Linked DNA regions of Mus musculus: regions 2 and 3 are each linked to region 1. A link is a contact called in public promoter capture Hi-C data. All regions are on one chromosome and are shown on one strand. Each heading gives the region's core, a stretch centred on a gene start, on an enhancer-like site or on the middle of the called end of the contact. The rest is flanking DNA. Distances are from core to core; before and after follow the strand shown. Region 1 holds the start of Gja3 (gap junction protein, alpha 3). Region 2 holds the start of Rnf17 (ring finger protein 17). Region 3 holds the start of Atp12a (ATPase, H+/K+ transporting, nongastric, alpha polypeptide).

Region 1 (3,667 bases), core at 124-2,623:
AAATTCTTTCCTTATCGACAAAGAGTCAACTTTTGTTTCCTGCCATTTTAAAGTCCGACCACTTCCAGCCACGTGCTGGTCAGCAAACTGCACTGTCTGTCCCCGTGGGACCGTTTTGTAAACTGCTTCACACTACAGGGCAAAGCATTGCCCTGTTTGATGCTTATCTCAACAGAGGCCAAACTGCTGAGCCAGGAGACTTTGTGCCAAGTTAGCTCTTTACTTTGAACACAACTGATATTTAGAAAAGCCCCTCCCTTACTCCAGTTTAATCTTTCCATGTTTGTCTTGCAATATATTTCACGGCACGACAGAAGGGCAGTGTGTGAAGTGATGCACAGATTACAGATCGTCATAGTTTTGAATTCCAAGAGAGAGCCTGTGCACAATTCACTTCCTGGCTGTTTTACACAGCCGCTGTTAAGTGGCACGTTTTGGAGGCGTCGTGATAAAAGGAAAACTGGAGAGCTGAAGCCCTTTTCACATTATTCAGGTACCAAGACGGCTGATCAAGAGAGTGAATTCTAGTTACCTGTGTAAAGAGTGGACAGAAAGCAAACAGCTGCCCGCCACTGGAATTTAATGTCACTACAAGTCTCTTAATGAAAAGATTATTGTAGAAGGCAGCTAAGGGCGCTCTTCCAAACATGTACAGTCTTTACTCGTGTGCACCGCCACACACGTACAGATCAAGAAGCTGGGTCGTGGTACTAACAACTAAAGTATTTAAGAAGAAAATAAACTTCTAAAAGTTTTTTTTTCTGAGAAAAGTGGGCCCTCCTTGTTTCTTTCCAATCAAACACTACAAATGTACCCCGCCACTTGCAGGCCACTTGCAGGTTAAAATGACCTTAGGATCCCTGCTGTTTGGGGATAGGGACTGGTTGCTTTCCCCAACCCAAGGGCAAACCATCTCGACCCAGCTTTGACCGTCCATTAAAGAGAGCAGGCGCTCCGCCCAGGTCTTTAGGAGTCTAGAAGAACAGTAATCTTTCCCAAAGTTTCCCAAGGCTCAGCTCCCCAGCCCTACTGCACCCCACAACAATCCAAAGAATCACGAAAGCCTCCCAAGATCGGGGAGCAACAGGGCCTTGCCCAGGGGTGACAGCGCCGCGTCCCGCCACCCCTGGTGCTGTCGGGTCCCCAATATGGCCCTGGAACTCCCAGTTTGCCTTACCCCGCTCGGCCGCGGCGGCACCGGCGCTCCTCGCCCAGTCGGGCTCGGCCTGCTCTGTAAAGGAGGCTCCCTCTTTACTCGTGCGGTGCCCCTTCTTCCCACGAGCGCCCCGCGCTAGGGCCGGGCCTCTCCGCCCCGGCCGCCATCCCCACCACCGCGGTACGCACCGCACTTGGCGCCCCACGCCGCTGCCCTGTCGCCCCGCCACGCCCTCGCCACCTCCCACTCTGCCAGCCACGCCTCCCCGCATCCCACAGGCCACGCCCCTGCGCCCCTCACCGGGTCCCGTCTGGGGAAGCTGGCACCTGCCCCCTCCTCGCGCGCCCACATCCTCGGGCGCCACCTGCACCCCAGTGCGCACCACGCGCGCTCCTCGTCCGGGCTCTCTCAGCTCCGCCGATCCGCCGCAGGTGTCGGATGGGGTTCCCGGCCGCAGACACCCGAGGGCCGGGTCCTATAGGGCAGGAGTGGACAGCCGGGGCGGGAGCAAGGCACAACCGACTGCCAGAGCGGCCTGGGCGCTGCGCGCGTGGGCGTCGGGAGGGCGCCTCGGTCGCGCCCGGGTGTCGCCGCCTGGGGATGCAGACTTGTTCCTCGGGCGAGTCCCAGCCGGAATCCTGTCTCACCCTGTCGGATAGAGACGCCCCCGCGGGCAACAAGCTATAAATAGCGGCCGCCAGCCTGCTTCCAGGCGGACACAAATTAGCCGACAGCTCCACGGATTCTAATTTTTTTAAATTAACTTGTTCCAAGGCGCTTGAAACTTGGCATGGCCTGAAGTGTTGGGGAAGATGTCCCTGCGGGCAAGTTGTTCCAGACGGTCTTGGGGATGGGATGGCAGAGTGTGGTCCGGTTAGCTTGTCCGCATCGGGGTGAGGCTTTTAATGTGTCTAACCCTCGGAGTTTCTCTGAGAGTCATAAGACACCGACACCGAGAGGGACAGAATCTTGGCCTTGTCCATTTCCTCTGGCTTCCTAGGGTCTAACAGGACTTGAACAGCAGCTAATCATTAGTAAATAATAATTCACTGAATGTTGGTGGCAGTTTTAGAAGGGATCCCCAAAGTCCCTTTATGAGTGATGGATTTATTTTAGGAATAAGGGAAAATGTGCATTTCTGGTTGTTTTACAGTCCCCCTAAAGACCTATTGCTTCATTAAAAAGTTTGGCTCTATTTGGGTTTGCAATCCGCTGACTTTGAAGAATTCAGTCGTTCTGTTCGAGTCTGAATTTAAGCGTATTCCAACGAGAAAGAAAACAAAGCTTATGAAGAGACGTGAAGCCGGTCTCCTGCAGGACTTGGTAACACATGGATACAGTTTTGTTTTATTTCGTTTTGTCTCTTAGACAGGGTCTCCGGGAGCGGGACCTGGTCTCAACCGGAACCTCCTGCAGACATCCCAGGGCCGTGATGGCAGCCTGCACTGCACACCTGCCTAGGTTCTTTTGAAATCCAGAAATGTTATTCTAGAAGGTTTTATTTTTCTGTTGTTTTTATTCTCTCCAAGAAATACAAGAATACTTCTCCCCACAGAAGCATCAGAAGTATTAAAAGACTTGCACCGTCTTGGACAAACTCTAGTATTGTATTGGTAAAGCCAGAAGTATAATAATGATTTGCAACTTTTTATTGGAAATAGATTTAAAATGTGTAACTGCAAATACCCTTTGCACACCCACTTCATAACACAGTTCAAGAGTGGAAAGGTGGAAGTAATCTAGATGCTCCCAGAAAGATGGATGGGCGCACAGATGAGGTTTTAAGTGCTGTAAAATATTGTTTGGCCTTAGAAAAGAACATGAATGTACAATTGATATGAAGATAGATCATATGGCAATGAAAAAGCCAGCTACAACAGGAACAGATGCTGTCTGAGTTAACATATAAGACGTGCGTGCTGTCAAACTAAAGCCAGGTAAATATAGTTTCAGCATTTGAGACTCAGGCGGTTTGGTGGGAATTTGAGACTGTCTTGAGGCAGATGGGGGAAACTCTGTTTAAAAATCAAAACAAGCATAGAGACTGAGGTATGGAAGCACACACCTGTTATTCCAGCACGTGGGAAGTGGAGGTGGAAAGATTGGGAGTTCAAGGTTAGCCCGGACTGCCTGAGATCCTTTCTCAAAAAAAAAAAAAAAAAAAAAAAAGGTATTAAGTTCCTGGGACTCATGGAGTGGAGAACGCAGAGTTAGTGGTGGGTGTGGGATTTCAGTTCTGGAAACAGAATGGGAGGCATTTGCAGTGTGGATGTGCTTAAAGCCACAGGAACTGCGTGCTTAAAATGAGGAAGACGATTTTATATATATATATATATATATATATATATATATATATATATATATATATATGAACATTTTACATGATATTATGCAAAGACAAAAAAGACTTGCACTTGTCATAATACATATTTTCTAGGTGACAACCAATACAATCACTACATGGTTTAATAGTTGGCTGTAAAAGTTTGCTTCTTGTTGGATTTTTAACAA
Region 2 (3,556 bases), core at 276-2,775, 660 kb before region 1:
CTATAAAAATGTCAATTTCTGTTCTAGGAGGTGTGTGCCTCTGAGCACAATTAAAAAAAAACAACCACATACAATCACATATACAATACAGAGCAGGAAAGAGAAACAATATGGATGGGCTTTATTCTTTTTTTTTTTTTTTTTTAAAGATTTATTTATTTATTTATTTATTTATTATATGTAAGTACACTGTAGCTGTCTTCAGATGCACCAGAAGAGGGCATCAGATCTCATTACGGGTGGTTGTGAGCCACCATGTGGTTGCTGGGATTTGAACTTCGGACCTTCGGAAGAGCAGTCGGGTGCTCTTACCCACTGAGCCATCTCACCAGCCCCGATGGGCTTTATTCTTAACTGCTGAGTTGGACCTGCCACCTTCAGTCGCTTCTTCTGAAATACTCCCATCACTCAGCTACTGGATTCTTTCATTCTTTGTTCACAAAGCCATTCCCATGCTTTCCTGATCAAAGGGCAAAGTGTAATATTCAGAACGCTTTAAAATTCTTCAGCCTCCACTCTCTCCCACCAAAATCCCATACGAAGGAAACTAGTATGCTCTCTGAATGATTTATAAATTAATTCCTTAGCAGCCGCTGTATCTCCCTGCTAAAAGTTTCTCCTTGAGTTCTTTCCCCCCGGGATTATTACTCTCTGTTCATTCCTATAGTACCAGTGGGGTTTTAGGGTCTAGGGAAAATCTTGCAATGTCTAGGGAGACTTTTCATACCACTCACTGTAAACCATATCGACTCCGTGTCTTCACAAAATTCTAGCTACATGTCTCTCAAACAGAAATCTATTAGTTTGCAAATTCTTTGCATCCTCGATGTCTCCCAGGATAGTGACTTGTAGATGAGGCTCAGGAGCTATTAGTAACGAGCATCCCTTTGTTTGGAATTAATTGGATCTCTCACAAGGGTAGCTAATTGACTTCTCTGCAACAGTTGATATCAAGTAATGACAGATTGCCGCCCTGACCCAAAGCAGATGGAGACGGGGCCTCCTTGGTTCTAAAGGCCTGGTACTTGAGGTCCCCCTGGCCCAGTGATGTAAGTCGTAATACACAAAATGCAAATTCGAGTTGATGAAAAGTGTAAAGTGGTGGCTCCTGGGTAAGACTTCAAAAGTAAAAAGTAAACTCGCACCCGGGCGTGTTAATCCCCAGCACTTGTGAGGCAGAGGCAGGTGGATTTCTGAGTTAGAGGCCAGACTGGTCTACAAAGTGAGTTCCAGGATAGCCAGGGCTATACAGAGAAACCCTGTCTCGAAAAAAACCAAAAAAAAAAAAAAAAAAAAAAAAAAAAAAGTAAACTCGCGGCCTCTTCTGAGAACACAGGCCTCCAGGATAAAAGCCCAGCACCGCAATGCAGCCAGAGCAACCTGGGGTTGGGGGGTGGGGAGTGAGGCGGGGCCTAGTCTTTCTGCCTCCTGATTGGCTACCTATGGTCGCCGGAGTCCTGTGATTGGTTCTTGACGCGAGGGCTGCTGGGACTTGCACGTGCTGCTGCCCCTCAGCGCTGAGAGGAGCAATGGCGGCAGAGGCTTCGTCGACCGGGCTGGCTTCCTGTCACCTAGTGGAGAGTAAGAGTGGAGCGCAGGGTGCTTCGGGGTGTCAGTGCACTCGGTGTGGAAGGAAGGTGTCCGTTGCCTCCGGTGAGGAGCCTGGGACTGGCTGGGTGGCCCCGTGGGAGGGTGTGTGACCCCGGCCTTGGCTTCGGGCTTGTGCGCGGTTGGGCCGGCCCTCCAGGGTTCTCTCCACACACCCAGGAAGATGGAGACAGAGATGTGAGGCGGGCGGTTAGCTCTGCCAAGTCTCTGGAGCGCGTTTCCCATACTTCCCTAAGTTGATAGGCTCAAGAAACAGCGGGTGAGGAAGTAGGGTACTAATTATCTGGAGTCACCCTCCTCCACCACAACATTTGAATTTATTCCTCCTTCGGTTAAAAAAAAAAAGAAGGAAGGAAGGAAAGAAAGGAATGTTTCATGATCTAGTGATCAAGAAGAAATAAAACTTGATTTTCCTGGGTAGTTTTTCAGTTTTTCTTGTAGGAATAATAAGTAAACTGAAAAGCTCTTAGATGGAAAAAAATAAAATAAAAAAGGCCCAATTTAACTTAAAGCGTTGCTGGAGAAACTATAGTTCCTTTTGTGAATCTTAGGATATTGTATTTGCCTTTGTTCACTGTGCCCTTATGGAGGTCATTTACAATCTTCAAAATGAATTTTCTTTCCTTTTGTTTATTTGGTTTGGTTTTTCGAGACAGGGTTGCTCTATGTAGCCTTGGCTGTACTGGAACTTATTCTGTAGACCAGGCTGGCATCGAACTCGGAGATCTACCTGCCTGCCTGCCTCTGCTTCCCAAATGCTGGGATTAAAGGCATGTGCCACCACTGCCCGGCTACAAAATGAATTTTTAAGTTCAGGTTATTTTAATGTAACTTGAGTACTTTAGATAATTTTAATAGGTATTCGTTATTGAATCAAAACTACTGAAATGACTAAAAAGTCTTACTCTTTTACCTGTTTAATGTTTATACTTTAAAGGGGAGGTCAGTGGGCTCTTTGAAGATGGACACCATTTGGGAGACAGACCCTTCCACAGAGAAAACTAGTTGTATTTTCAATCTCTCTGGAGGTATTTGTTTTGCAGTGCTAGGTAGTAAATCTAAATCCTTGTACATGGTAGGCAAACTAGCTGTCCTTGGTCCAACCTCCTAAGTAGTTGGAATTGCAGCCTTGTACCTTTAGGCCTGGCCTTATTTGGAGTTTAGATCACTGTTTCTGTTAGGTAGAAAATGCCCATTTTAAAATGAAAATTATTTAAAAAAAAAATAAGGTTCTTGAACATAATCTTACAAAGTCAGTGGCTTGTCTGTGCATTTATATTATAAGATTGAGTTCATGCTTTGTAAGCTAAAGTGTGCTACAGGTCAGCTTGTACAATATCAGAAATTTTATTAAAACAGTTGAAATTTTTTTTATTGACTTAGTAATATTAGCCCTGAAATTTAACCAAATTTGTATCAAATTTCAGCTTGCCAAAAAATTAAAATATTCTTCTAAAAAGTTAAATTAATGAAATTATTATAATTTAGCAAGAATCCTATAGATGTGTTCTAGCAAAACATTACTAACTTTAGTTTTCTTTTAAAAAAACAACAACAACAACTTTGTTTTGGTGTATAAGAGTGTTTTGCCTGCATGTATATCTGTGTACCCCATGTGTGCCTGGTGCCTGAGGAAAAAGCTGCCACCTGTTTGTAACCTTATGAGGAGGCAGAAACTGATAACTCTCTTGGGTTTACTTGCCAGCCATCCTAGCCTATTTGACATGTTCCAGGCCAGTGGATGACCCTCAAAAAACAAAGTGGACTACTTCTGAGGATCAGAACTCAAGGTTGTTCCTGTAGCCTCTACATGTACACACATGTGAATATTCACACACACACTAACAAAATAATAAGATAGCATTCTATTTTAAATTTATATAATTTTTAAAAGTTTATTAAGCTTCAAAGTCTACCTAGTACATTTAAATATTTTTAAAAATATTTA
Region 3 (3,770 bases), core at 869-3,368, 690 kb before region 1:
CTTTAAACTATTAATGGTTTTAGACCCTACTATTTAGTTTTAAATTCTTTACTCTCTTGTGCCCATTATTATTTCATTCTCAGTACATTTTACCTCTTCTTCAACTTAACAGTAATCTCTATAGAATGACACAGTTTGCATGCTGTCATTCCATGTCTAGTAAGACTTCAAGATATTGAATGTGTGGATTAAGAAGAGCAAGCTAGGAACACGTATATATCTTGTGGTAGTCTGTCACATTATTTGTCAGTGAGATCGGTGACAGAAGAGGCCCTCAGCATAGGTGGGATTCTTTTTAAAGACAGGAAACCAGACTCAAATAGAAGCTCTTGTAAGCATCTGTGGGCTGAGAAGATGAAGCTGGACAGCTCACAATCCTTTAAAAACAGACTGTCAGCAAGAGGCCATCGGAACTAGGGTTCTCAGAGCTCCTCTGCCCAGAATACCATGGATATTCCTCCAGCCAAAGCAAGAGGAATTTATGCCTAAGGGGAAATCCAACACCTGGGTCTATAGGTAAGGTGATTGTGTCACAGTTATCTGAGGACTGCTCTCCTCACAACGGAGAGGGGACTAGAAGCATTATGCCCTCCCTCCTTTTGGTAGAAATAGAGACTTCCAGATATCACATGACACCAGGAACTGCCTCCAAGGCCAAGGCAGCAGCAACAGCAGGAACTTGGTTCCAGCAGCAGCAGGAACCAAGACTGTCCCTGGCAGAAGTCAGGAACAGTGCAGGACCCAGCACCTAAGCAGGACCTCACCTCTGTAAAACCCAGGAGGTACCAAAGAACCTGACTGAAACCGTTGTCAAGTTTAATGTTATCCTACCCTACACTTGACGCAGACAGATACAACCTTCTAAATATTCTAAATTCTATTTTTAAGGCCCTGCCTGCACTTTGCATTCTGGGTCTGCTCTTGAAACCCCATAATGACCGTGACCCAGGAACATCTCTCTGGGACTTACTTCTCCAGCCTATGTTGTCCCTGAGTTAAGGGCTGGCCAGAACAGCTGGTAAATAAATAAAAGTCGCCTGCAGCACCACCCCTCAGACCCCACATTCTCCCCTGGAGGAAGCAGGGAAGACAATACACAGGTCTGGAGCACTGTGGCTCCAGTCTGTGTTGCAACACAACATCCCCTCCAAGTCTAAAGAATCTGTGGAGTGAAGACGTTGGACTCATTGTTTTGTTCCTGGTCCACAGTAGGAAAACCCTAGATTTCCAACTTTGCCCTTTCTGATTGCAGGAAAAGGGGAGGACAGGCAGGAGGTAGTAAAGGCAGAAGCGATGGTGAGCAGTATTTTGGAGAACAGAGCTATCCATCTGTGTCGTCAAAGTCCTACCCAAACCCTGGCTCTGAAAACCTTCAGCCTGCTCCTCCTTGGAGCTCTGATCTAACCACCACCCCCAGGTCCCCTTATCCTCTCTACTTCCAATATTGTTTCAAAACTCCAGATTTTTATTTCTTTTCTGGATCTTTACAAAGTAATTCAGCTACTCAATAAAGTCTTTGGCGGTTGGCCCAGACTGCTCCGGAGTCTCACTTATCTAAGCAAATGCACTCTAAAATTGGTATTTATTGTTCAGTCACCTTAGATAGATTCCCCGCCCCACCCTCATTTACACATTTTTAAAATAAATTCCTTTATTGGTAAGGAAACTGCAGTTTTAAAAGAAAGTGGGTGTGGATTTTCATAAAAGCTCCATAGGGCGTGGATGAGCCCAGGGCTTGCAGGAATCCGGGGTCCGACTGACAGAAAGGCAGTGGCGCTTGCACGGGGGCTGCACGCACCTGGCGCGTGCCACTGTTGTTGCGCAACCGGCTGGACCTGGTCTCCAGACCCGCCCTAAGGCAGACCCCGCGTCCTCCAGCCAGGTATCAAGAGGAGTCCCCACCTAAGATCCTCAGATCCCTGGCCACCAATCCTACCCCACCCAGGCTTGCGTGTCCTCGGGTTTCCTACCCCAGGGGCGTCCCCAGTGCAGTGAGCTGCGTCGCCCCAGGTACGTGGGCGGAGCGCGCGGCATTTAAGGCGCGCTCCACCTCCCCAGGACAGCGGCTGGCGGTCGGCCGCGGAGGTGCGTGCTGGGTCCGGGTTGGTGCCTTGTCTCTGTAACGCCAACATCGTCGCTGTCACCACTCAGGGACCCGGACCTGCACACCGCCGCGGCAGCCGCCACCGAAAGATCGGACCTGTCTCTAGGAACCACAGTCCAGCGCGCCGCTAAGGCAACGCGCGTCCTCATACTTACCGGGCTCACCTCAGCACGCCAGCATCCGGTGTCTTTCATCATTTGCCAGCGGGTTGGACCACCAGTCACAGTATGCGCCGGGTGCGTGATATCTCCAGGTCTAGTGGGGACCTTAGACGACCATCGGGAAGCGCAGGAAAAAGAAAAAGAAATGCTTGGTCTTGGGACAATAGAGGTTATAGTTCTTAACACTGAACTCAATCCCAGCTGCCAAGAACATATATGGTAAACTTTTGGGCAGACAGTGTATAGAAGTTAGTATAGTTGTGCAAGAAGGGTCCTCAGAGTTGCCAAGCACAGCAGCTGTTCTGCAAGCTCCAATTCGGAGATGACTTGGGTTCTGTTGGATGCAAGGGTCTGAAAAGGCACGCTTGCAGTGAGCCTATTTGAAACTAAACCGCTTCCTTAAGAAGCAGTGTGAACCATGGACCAAGGTGCTAGGGAAAATGATAACTTTCACGCCTGCCCAGACCCAGAGAGGGGTCCCTTGAAAAGATGCTGCTGGGGCTGTACCAGATGAGGCTTCTGCCTCCACAGAGAAGGGATTTTGTGTGTGTGTGGGGGGGGGGGGTAAGGAGGGAGACTTCCCACAGTCGGGTCCTCCACTTCCTCTCCAGCTGGAGATGAAGGGGCTAGCGCTCTTCTTCTTCTAGGGATACCCCCACCCTCTGGGAGGAACTAGGCACCTCCTCAAGGAAACCTGTCTGGAGCTAATATTTACACGTCTGCTTCTCTTCCAGAAAACAGAAATCTATTCTGTAGAGCTCAATGGAACTAAAGACGTCGAGCTGGCAGACCAGAAAGATGACAAAAAGTTCAAGGGCGGGAAGAACAAAGACTCAGAACCCAACAAGAGTCAGGAGGAGGAGCTGAAGAAAGAACTTGATCTGGTCAGTCCCCTGAAGGCAAAAGAGTCTGGTGCCTCCTCACCAGAGCATGTGCCATTATAACTTCCCTCTGGTAAAGGAAAAAAAAAAAATGGCATCAACGTCTTGGAATATCTTAGAAGGGTTCCAATCTCCTTGTTTGTTGCTTGGTTGGTTTGTCTGTCTGTTAGAGCATGATGATAACTTTACTTGTTGGGTTCTGTTCTCCTGTGTCCTCCTCTATCCTTGCTGCCAGATTCCTGTGTTCTGGTTGGAGGCAGTCCTAGACAGGACCAGGAGGTTAACTGTAAACGCCAGAGGCAGAGAGGCAGAGCCCATTCCTCTCATTCACCATCTGAGGTGTTATGTATTCCTGGGAAAAAAAAAAAAAAAACAACTGCTCTAGGGGAGAAATGTCTGGCTTGGGTTCCACAATCATAGTCTCAATCTAAGCCCTTCTCAAGGACTGAACTGTAACTGGGCACAATCAAACTATGGAAACTCCCCTCCCCAAACCCCCACTCTCCCCACTCCCCCCACCCATCCCCCACCCCACCCCTTCTTTCCCTATGTAAAATGGGAAACAGTTTGCTCGAAGTCTGTGGCGGGGTGGGGAAATGAGCTATGTTTTAGAAGTTAAGTTTC

The links. Promoter capture Hi-C pulls out the DNA fragments that hold promoters and counts their contacts.
Region 2: a contact with region 1 is called in a promoter capture Hi-C map of embryonic stem cells, with 3 times the contacts expected there. The contact joins the promoter of Rnf17 here to the promoter of Gja3 in region 1. A contact is called at or near these places in 12 of 39 promoter capture datasets (the 3T3-L1 cell line, 3T3-L1-derived adipocytes, the C10 cell line and 7 more), 3 of 15 datasets of contacts at CTCF or cohesin (embryonic stem cells, large pre-B cells and stem cell-derived epiblast-like cells), 2 of 484 Hi-C or Micro-C datasets (embryonic stem cells and gonadal supporting cells), 3 of 115 datasets of contacts at active chromatin or transcription factors (embryonic forebrain and embryonic stem cells) and 2 of 9 other capture datasets (adipose tissue and liver).
Region 3: a contact with region 1 is called in a promoter capture Hi-C map of pre-B cells. The contact joins the promoter of Atp12a here to the promoter of Gja3 in region 1. A contact is called at or near these places in 23 of 39 promoter capture datasets (the 3T3-L1 cell line, 3T3-L1-derived adipocytes, the C10 cell line and 13 more), 4 of 15 datasets of contacts at CTCF or cohesin (embryonic stem cells, large pre-B cells, pro-B cells and 1 more), 102 of 484 Hi-C or Micro-C datasets (3T3-L1-derived adipocytes, B cells, the Ba/F3 cell line and 54 more), 13 of 115 datasets of contacts at active chromatin or transcription factors (astrocytes, bone marrow-derived dendritic cells, bone marrow-derived macrophages and 6 more) and 3 of 9 other capture datasets (adipose tissue, embryonic stem cells and liver).

The regions. Positions count from the first base shown.
Region 1 is chr14:57,056,350-57,060,016 of GRCm38.p6, forward strand. It overlaps Gja3 (gap junction protein, alpha 3), which reads right to left and starts at 1,374. Exons shown (of 2, transcript NM_001271623.1): 1 at 1,178-1,374.
Region 2 is chr14:56,401,172-56,404,727 of GRCm38.p6, forward strand. It overlaps Rnf17 (ring finger protein 17), which reads left to right and starts at 1,526. Exons shown (of 37, transcript NM_001033043.1): 1 at 1,526-1,653. The coding sequence starts at 1,530.
Region 3 is chr14:56,362,950-56,366,719 of GRCm38.p6, forward strand. It overlaps Atp12a (ATPase, H+/K+ transporting, nongastric, alpha polypeptide), which reads left to right and starts at 2,119. Exons shown (of 23, transcript NM_138652.2): 1 at 2,119-2,340; 2 at 3,000-3,149. The coding sequence starts at 2,332.